2 separate regions of the Mus musculus genome follow, and region 1 is linked to region 2. The links are chromatin contacts, called in public Hi-C maps. All regions are on one chromosome and are shown on one strand. Each heading gives the region's core, a stretch centred on a gene start, on an enhancer-like site or on the middle of the called end of the contact. The rest is flanking DNA. Distances are from core to core; before and after follow the strand shown.

Region 1 (2,881 bases), core at 82-2,581, 440 kb before region 2:
GAGACTCAGTAAAGTTTTGTTTGAATCATAGACATGCTTGAACAAAGGCTCTCATTGTCTCTGCCAAAGGTGTGGGTGGATCTTGAACTCACTTAGCTATGGTAGGCATCTTCGCTGACATACCTTGCCCCACACATTCCTTTTCTTTGTCCCTTCTAATCTTAAGAACTAGGGATGCTCTTCCATACCTCTATATTATAAAGTTATGGTTCAGGGAAGCCTGAAATCGTTGTCAAACATGGGACCACACAACGACTTACTGGCTATTTTTAAGCTTGACCTATCTTCCTTGGGTTTCTGGCATCAAAGATCATTAAAAATAGATAGCATTTTAGAACATTTAAAACACCTGATTATACTGAACCATCACCACTGGTTTTATTTTCTCTTCCTGTGGTTCTCTGAGGTTGAGCAGAGAAACCTCAAGGTCACTTTCAATATCAAGCTGTCTTTCAGCCCAGGGCCCACGCTCCCTATTTGTAGGTTATTTGATTCTTTTACTCCCGTAGAGAGCAAGCCTCCTGCCATTTCCTTGACAAAGATGGCTTGTAAACTTGTACCTTATACTCAAGATAGAGGAGAGTAATAGAACCTCAAGTGGGGTAGACTATTCTGCAAGACAGTTGACCCACTAATGAAGCAGTTTGTGACTGAAGCCTCTTTACACTGCTATTTCACTATTAAGTGATCACGGGGGTGGGGGGGGTGGGGGGCAGGGCAGGAGCCTGTCCTCAGACCCTAATATTGTCTGCCTCTCCTAATGCGCCTGGGAGCAGAATGAACATCCTTGCTCATCCCAGCATCGATGCGCTCAAACCCTGCACCTTATTTCCTATTGCCTCGCCCTCTTTGATTTCTGGCTGCTCACATTGCCGTCAACAGTGGCTATCCTTTCTAGACAGGAAGTCTTTGAGGCAGACGTTTGTCTTTTTCTCTTCTCCGCCCCAAGGCTCACTATAACGTGCAGTACATGTCTGTTGAATAAATACAGCCTTTCTCAAAAGGATAACAGATTCCCCGAATGCTAGCAGTGCCAATCATCGGAGCACGTTGCTTTTTTTTATTCTGCCTAAGTTCTGCGCACACTAGCTACAGCTTGGCTTTCCATTTTCTCCTGGTTGGAGTACTCTAAGTATGCTTGTCACAATAATGAAAATGTTGTCTGGCTGGGTCATTGATCAAATCTCAAGGAGTGAAGAAACAAGTCTCCGAAGGCCTGACTCTGCTTTTAAAGGCACCAGGCCCGAGGAAGCTGCTGGTGTGATGTCCTTTGGGACAGGCTGGCGAGTGCCTGACAAGCTGCTGGAGCAGGCACTTTCAGTTTTCCTCTGCAACAGTGTCTGAAATCGATACTCCATCACAGCGTGTGTGGGGGTGGCAAGCAGGCTCTCTCTCTGCTGTCTCTGACATTTCAGGAGCCTTGATGCTGTTTGGAGGCTGTTCCGCCTCAGTTCTGCAGTGGGTAGGGTGCGGGGAGGTGCGTGTGTGCGCGCGCGCGTGTGCGCGCGCGTTCTATGTCTTCTCTTCCAAAATCTTGCAGTTGTTTTTGATCTCCACAAACCAGAGGGAAGAAGACTCAAAGCCCATGACCTGTGAGTCTTGCTGGCCTGCTTTAGTTCAGCAAAAACGATATAGAGGGCTTCTGTCACAAAATGAGTGGCTCATTTTGTCCCTGAGTGAGAGAATCCAGACAATGCGAGGCTCTTCTTGCGCGACCCCAGAGCGAACCCACACAAGATGCAGCTGGGTGGCCCCCGCAAACTGGCAAGGGCTACAGTGAGCCATGAGTAAACATTTCTTTTGCAAAATGTACAAACTATTCAGAGTAGAGCTTGGGAGAGCACCACTCCTCCTGAGGGAGAATGTTTTTCATCAATGCAACCCATGAGTCATTTATTGAAATTGACATAGGTGTGTCTCCATCTGAGGACACCTCTCTCTTTCGGCTTGCTCTCAGTTTCCTTTGCTGGGTACTCCTTTTCTCTACGATCTTTTTTCTGTCAGAACCCTTATTTGTCTCTGCTACTCTAAGCTCCTCTCTCTCTCTCTCTCCCTCTCTCTCCCTCTCTCTCTCTCTCTCTCTCTCTCTCTCTCTCTCTCTCTCTCTCTCTCTCATTATGATAACCAGGCATCTGAGCTCGACTTTGTTTTTTAATCTCTACTTTCAGTGAAATCTCTTTGCTTTCCTTCAGAACGCTCCTACGGACTCCCTAGGTCCATCTTTAATGTCTCTGATGATGCACATGGCTACCCACAGGATTTCCAAGCGTGCTCAGGCATATCTCTGCTTCAGTCCACCTGCCAGGTCCACAGTCTGCCTCCCCTTCTCATATATTTCTTTTCTAGTGAAGGACGTGCTGTGTGTTCCTTCTTGGACATGGATGACAAACTTCTAACCTAGTGCTCTGCTCAAGAGCTGTTTCATCTCTATGACCCCCTTCCAATCTCTTATAATGCTAATAATTAATCTAACCATGACTTATTTTGGAATTTACAGTTCTTGATGTGGCACTTGGCAATCGACTAGCGGCTATTTAATAATAGTCCGGGTTGAGCCTTAACAACTTGAGATACTTGCCTCTTTCGTTTGACCATCTATAAGTGTTACTGGTATATTGGTATTTATTGTTTTTTTTTTCCTACCGTGTTCAGATTGACTGTAGAGCTCTGATAGACTCTATTGGATGCTTGTACTAAAGTCCATGAGGCCTCAATCCTATACAAAGAACTAGAGGCAACTAAAGGATGGTAAAAGCAGGAGAAATAGCCTTCCCCATGGAAGAGTACACAAATTGGTTATCCAGTACCAAAGAGTTAGCACTGGAAACACACATAGAGGTAGTGCACAGATGGAGCAGGTTGTGTTTGTGTATTTAAGAAA
Region 2 (3,214 bases), core at 141-2,640:
GAGGAATTCATATCATCCATGACTGCCAGGCTGCTGTGAGCAAGCTCAATGAGTCAAATGAGTCATCTGCCCACTTACTTTCTACTCAGAGTAACAGGCGAAGTGTGACAGAAACTGAGATGTTAAATTTATAGTTTTAGAAACCAGGCATCCAAGGGACTGGATGTCTCAGCTGAGCTAAAGGTCCCGTGAATGAAAAAAGTTGGCAACCATAATCAATATTTTCTTTCTAATGAGAAGACTTTTGCTTTCTTTCCTGTCAAGATGTCCTCTTCTTGGAAAAAAAAAAGATAATTCCTAGTGACAGATTACACTTCTGAGTGTGAAGTGCCTCAGGCAAAGGGCACAGTTCCCTAAACGGATACATCAGATATGAAAGAGGCACAGGCAAGAGGCTGGGATGAAAAGGGGATGGTGGTGCTATCTTGGGATGAGTCACCACTGTCACACTGCAGGGGAGGAGAGGGTCCTTTATCTGAGGACCAGGAAGTATGACTGATACATATTCATCTGCATCCCTGAAAGAATGCTCACCACCCAAATCTTCTCAAAAATAGATCCTGACATTTAGGGCTTATGTCCTGTGAGATTTCTAGTTTGGATCAAACCAAACAGAGAGAAAGTTAATTACTGAGTTCTGAGGGTAGAAGAGGCTCCAGGGCAGCTGAGTGTTAATGGCTTTATTTATACACAATGGATGTACAAGGAACAACACATATTGAATGTACTCTGAGTTTGGATGTATTATTGAACATAGAAGACACTTCTCAAGGTTTTCTTGTGCCCTTTGTATTTCGTGTGCTTTGGATCTGCATGTGCTAAGAACCCTTAACAGGGCATCTACCTATTTAACAAAGGGTATGACTGTTGTTATTGTATATATACAGTCCACTTAGAGAACTATGTATACCACATTGTGATTATATAGTGAGCATTTTATTATTATTACTATAATTACATAATTATTATTATATTAATTATTATACAGGTAAATAAACTCAGGGGAAATTAAAAGATTAAAAAAGTGTTAAAAGATATTACACAATTATAATTTTAAAAATCTGCATTAAAGTGGACATACATAAAATAATGAAATGAGCTCTTAATATGACATGTATAAATAATAAACTACATTTCTTCATTGGATTAAAGTAACTTTTACAGTAGTCATTTCAGGAGATAGTTTATAAGATGTTTTTCATAAATGTTACTTTGGATTTTTATTCCATGCCTGCAGTACCTCTACATTCAGCCCAAACCATCTACACGATATAAAATGGCTTCCCATGTGAAGAGAAATGCATTTTGACTTGACTCACCTCAAGTCCAGCTGTGATGCTTCTGCCGTCTAGGACCCTTGCCATATTTGGGCATGATGAACTGCTAAGTCTGGCCTCAGACATGCCCAGCCAAAACTGCTGGACTTGGCCAGCGTAGGGCCTGGGAGTGGGCTTTGGTGCTGAGAATGCAGTGGCTGGTGATGTTGGGCAATCATGGAGTCATAGCAGCAGAGAAATCAGAATCCATATCCAAGCTCAACTCCTTGATTAGCTTCTATTTAAATAAAAATTTACTGAGTTTTTCAGCTGTCTTGGCAACATCAGATTCCAGCCTGGAGAGGAAGTATGTGAGTCAGAGGTGGGAAGAGGCAGCTGGCCTGGTACTGTTCCAATCGTCCTCCTCCTCTGAGGACCATGTCTCCTGGAGCTTTGTGCTGCATTTACAAATAGCCTGCAGGGAGCCTGAGCATTGTGTAGTTATACTCCATCAAAGCTGTCCTGGAGGCCATTTCTGAGTGTGTTTCAATGCATGATAGCCATCAGCATTAGCCCTGTCCTCTTGAGCATCATAAATGAGTGATCCTCAAGAAACCATCCCACGGAATGGAACAAAACAGGGCATTGAGAAACGAAAAGAAGGATGTGTCTCTACATGGATTCTAAGTCTGTGCCCCCTGCAGATAATCTCATAAGACCATTTAGACAAACAGGGAACGTTTGCTCCCATGCACCACTTTTAAAAGAAGCAACAGTTAAACCTAGGTCTGAATGACCATCCTGCTTCACAATCCAAAAGTGCCTTCATGTTCTCCCAGCTTCTTCATCTCCTTCCTTTTATGCTCTTTCCCTGTATTTTAGTGGCATAGAAGTAGTTAGAGGCATGAATCTGAGGTATAGACTCAGTTACTCAGTCTCTCTCCTCTACAGAGAAAAAAAATATGATGAATAATATATATTATATATTAGATATAATTTACATAATGTTGTATTGTTTATTATATATTATTTTATTTTGTTATATATTATATTATAATTATTATAATTATCCTTTAATTATAATTATCATGTATGATTATATGTGTATATATGCATGTATATGAAATGTTTATAATATAATATACAATAATACATATTATTATTTGTTATATAATATGATATAACATATTGTAATGGTAATGTATAATAACATATATATGATATATTAGTTCTTCCTTTATAATCAAAAAGTGTTTGTTTTAGAGGGTAGAATGAGCAGGGCTTAAACTTTTTTTTCTTTTCTTTTCTTGTTGCTGATTCCTGGAAAACAGGATGGAAAATATAATCATTTTGGTGGTGTGTCTGAGAAAGACCTTGAAAGAAAGCTCTCCAGATGGCAGTTCTCCATCATAAGATACAAAATGAGATGCCAAGGATGACCAATGGGTAGGTTGAAGAAGGCTCTGTCTCTGTAATAACAAAGATATCTTAGAGAAAGCAATCCAGAGTCTTACTCAGCCAGGCTCTACCTTAAGACTTGGAGTTGCCTGTTGGAAATCTTTACGTGTTGTAGTAGAGCTGAGAAGTGTGACTGGGGAAACCATGGTGTTGGGTAAACATGAACACACTACAGGCTGCTTTGTTGGGGCAGAATGCAAACTCAGTTTTGTCCTGTGTGAGCGATCTCTGAACTTCTCAGCCCCTTCTACTGTGTGAGAATACAGAGTCTTCAGGAGGCTTAATTAAGTACAAGGGCTGAACGCACATTGCTTAGACTGGATTTCTTGTGTTTACTTGTTTTGACTGCATACATTCCTTTCTGCTTCACAGACAGGAACCTGCCGTGAATACATAGTATAATCCAGGTGTAAACTTATCTTGAATTCAGGAAATTGTTCTTGCTAAATGTCTCAGACTGTTGGTTTATTTGTTTGTTTGTTTGATTGTTTTGTAGCACT

Evidence for each region. Hi-C and Micro-C count contacts between places; a contact is called where the count stands out from the background.
Region 1: a Hi-C map of muscle stem cells shows a contact between it and region 2, with 2.2 times the contacts expected there. The contact joins two enhancer-like sites. A contact is called at or near these places in 6 of 484 Hi-C or Micro-C datasets (cerebral cortex, cortical neurons, epidermal suprabasal cells and 1 more) and 3 of 115 datasets of contacts at active chromatin or transcription factors (embryonic fibroblasts, fibro-adipogenic progenitors and heart atrium).

The regions. Positions count from the first base shown.
Region 1 is chr7:73,031,026-73,033,906 of GRCm38.p6, reverse strand. No RefSeq gene overlaps it. Among named protein-coding and RNA genes, the nearest start is that of Gm6567, 70 kb to the left of the region's middle. Within about 2 kb of position 1,331, at least 39 of the 459 cell types and tissues checked have an H3K27ac peak or open chromatin away from gene starts, as enhancers often do. A contact at or near this core is called in muscle stem cells, where this site is marked.
Region 2 is chr7:72,587,782-72,590,995 of GRCm38.p6, reverse strand. No RefSeq gene overlaps it. Among named protein-coding and RNA genes, the nearest start is that of Gm36865, 240 kb to the left of the region's middle. Within about 2 kb of position 1,390, at least 49 of the 459 cell types and tissues checked have an H3K27ac peak or open chromatin away from gene starts, as enhancers often do. A contact at or near this core is called in muscle stem cells, where this site is marked.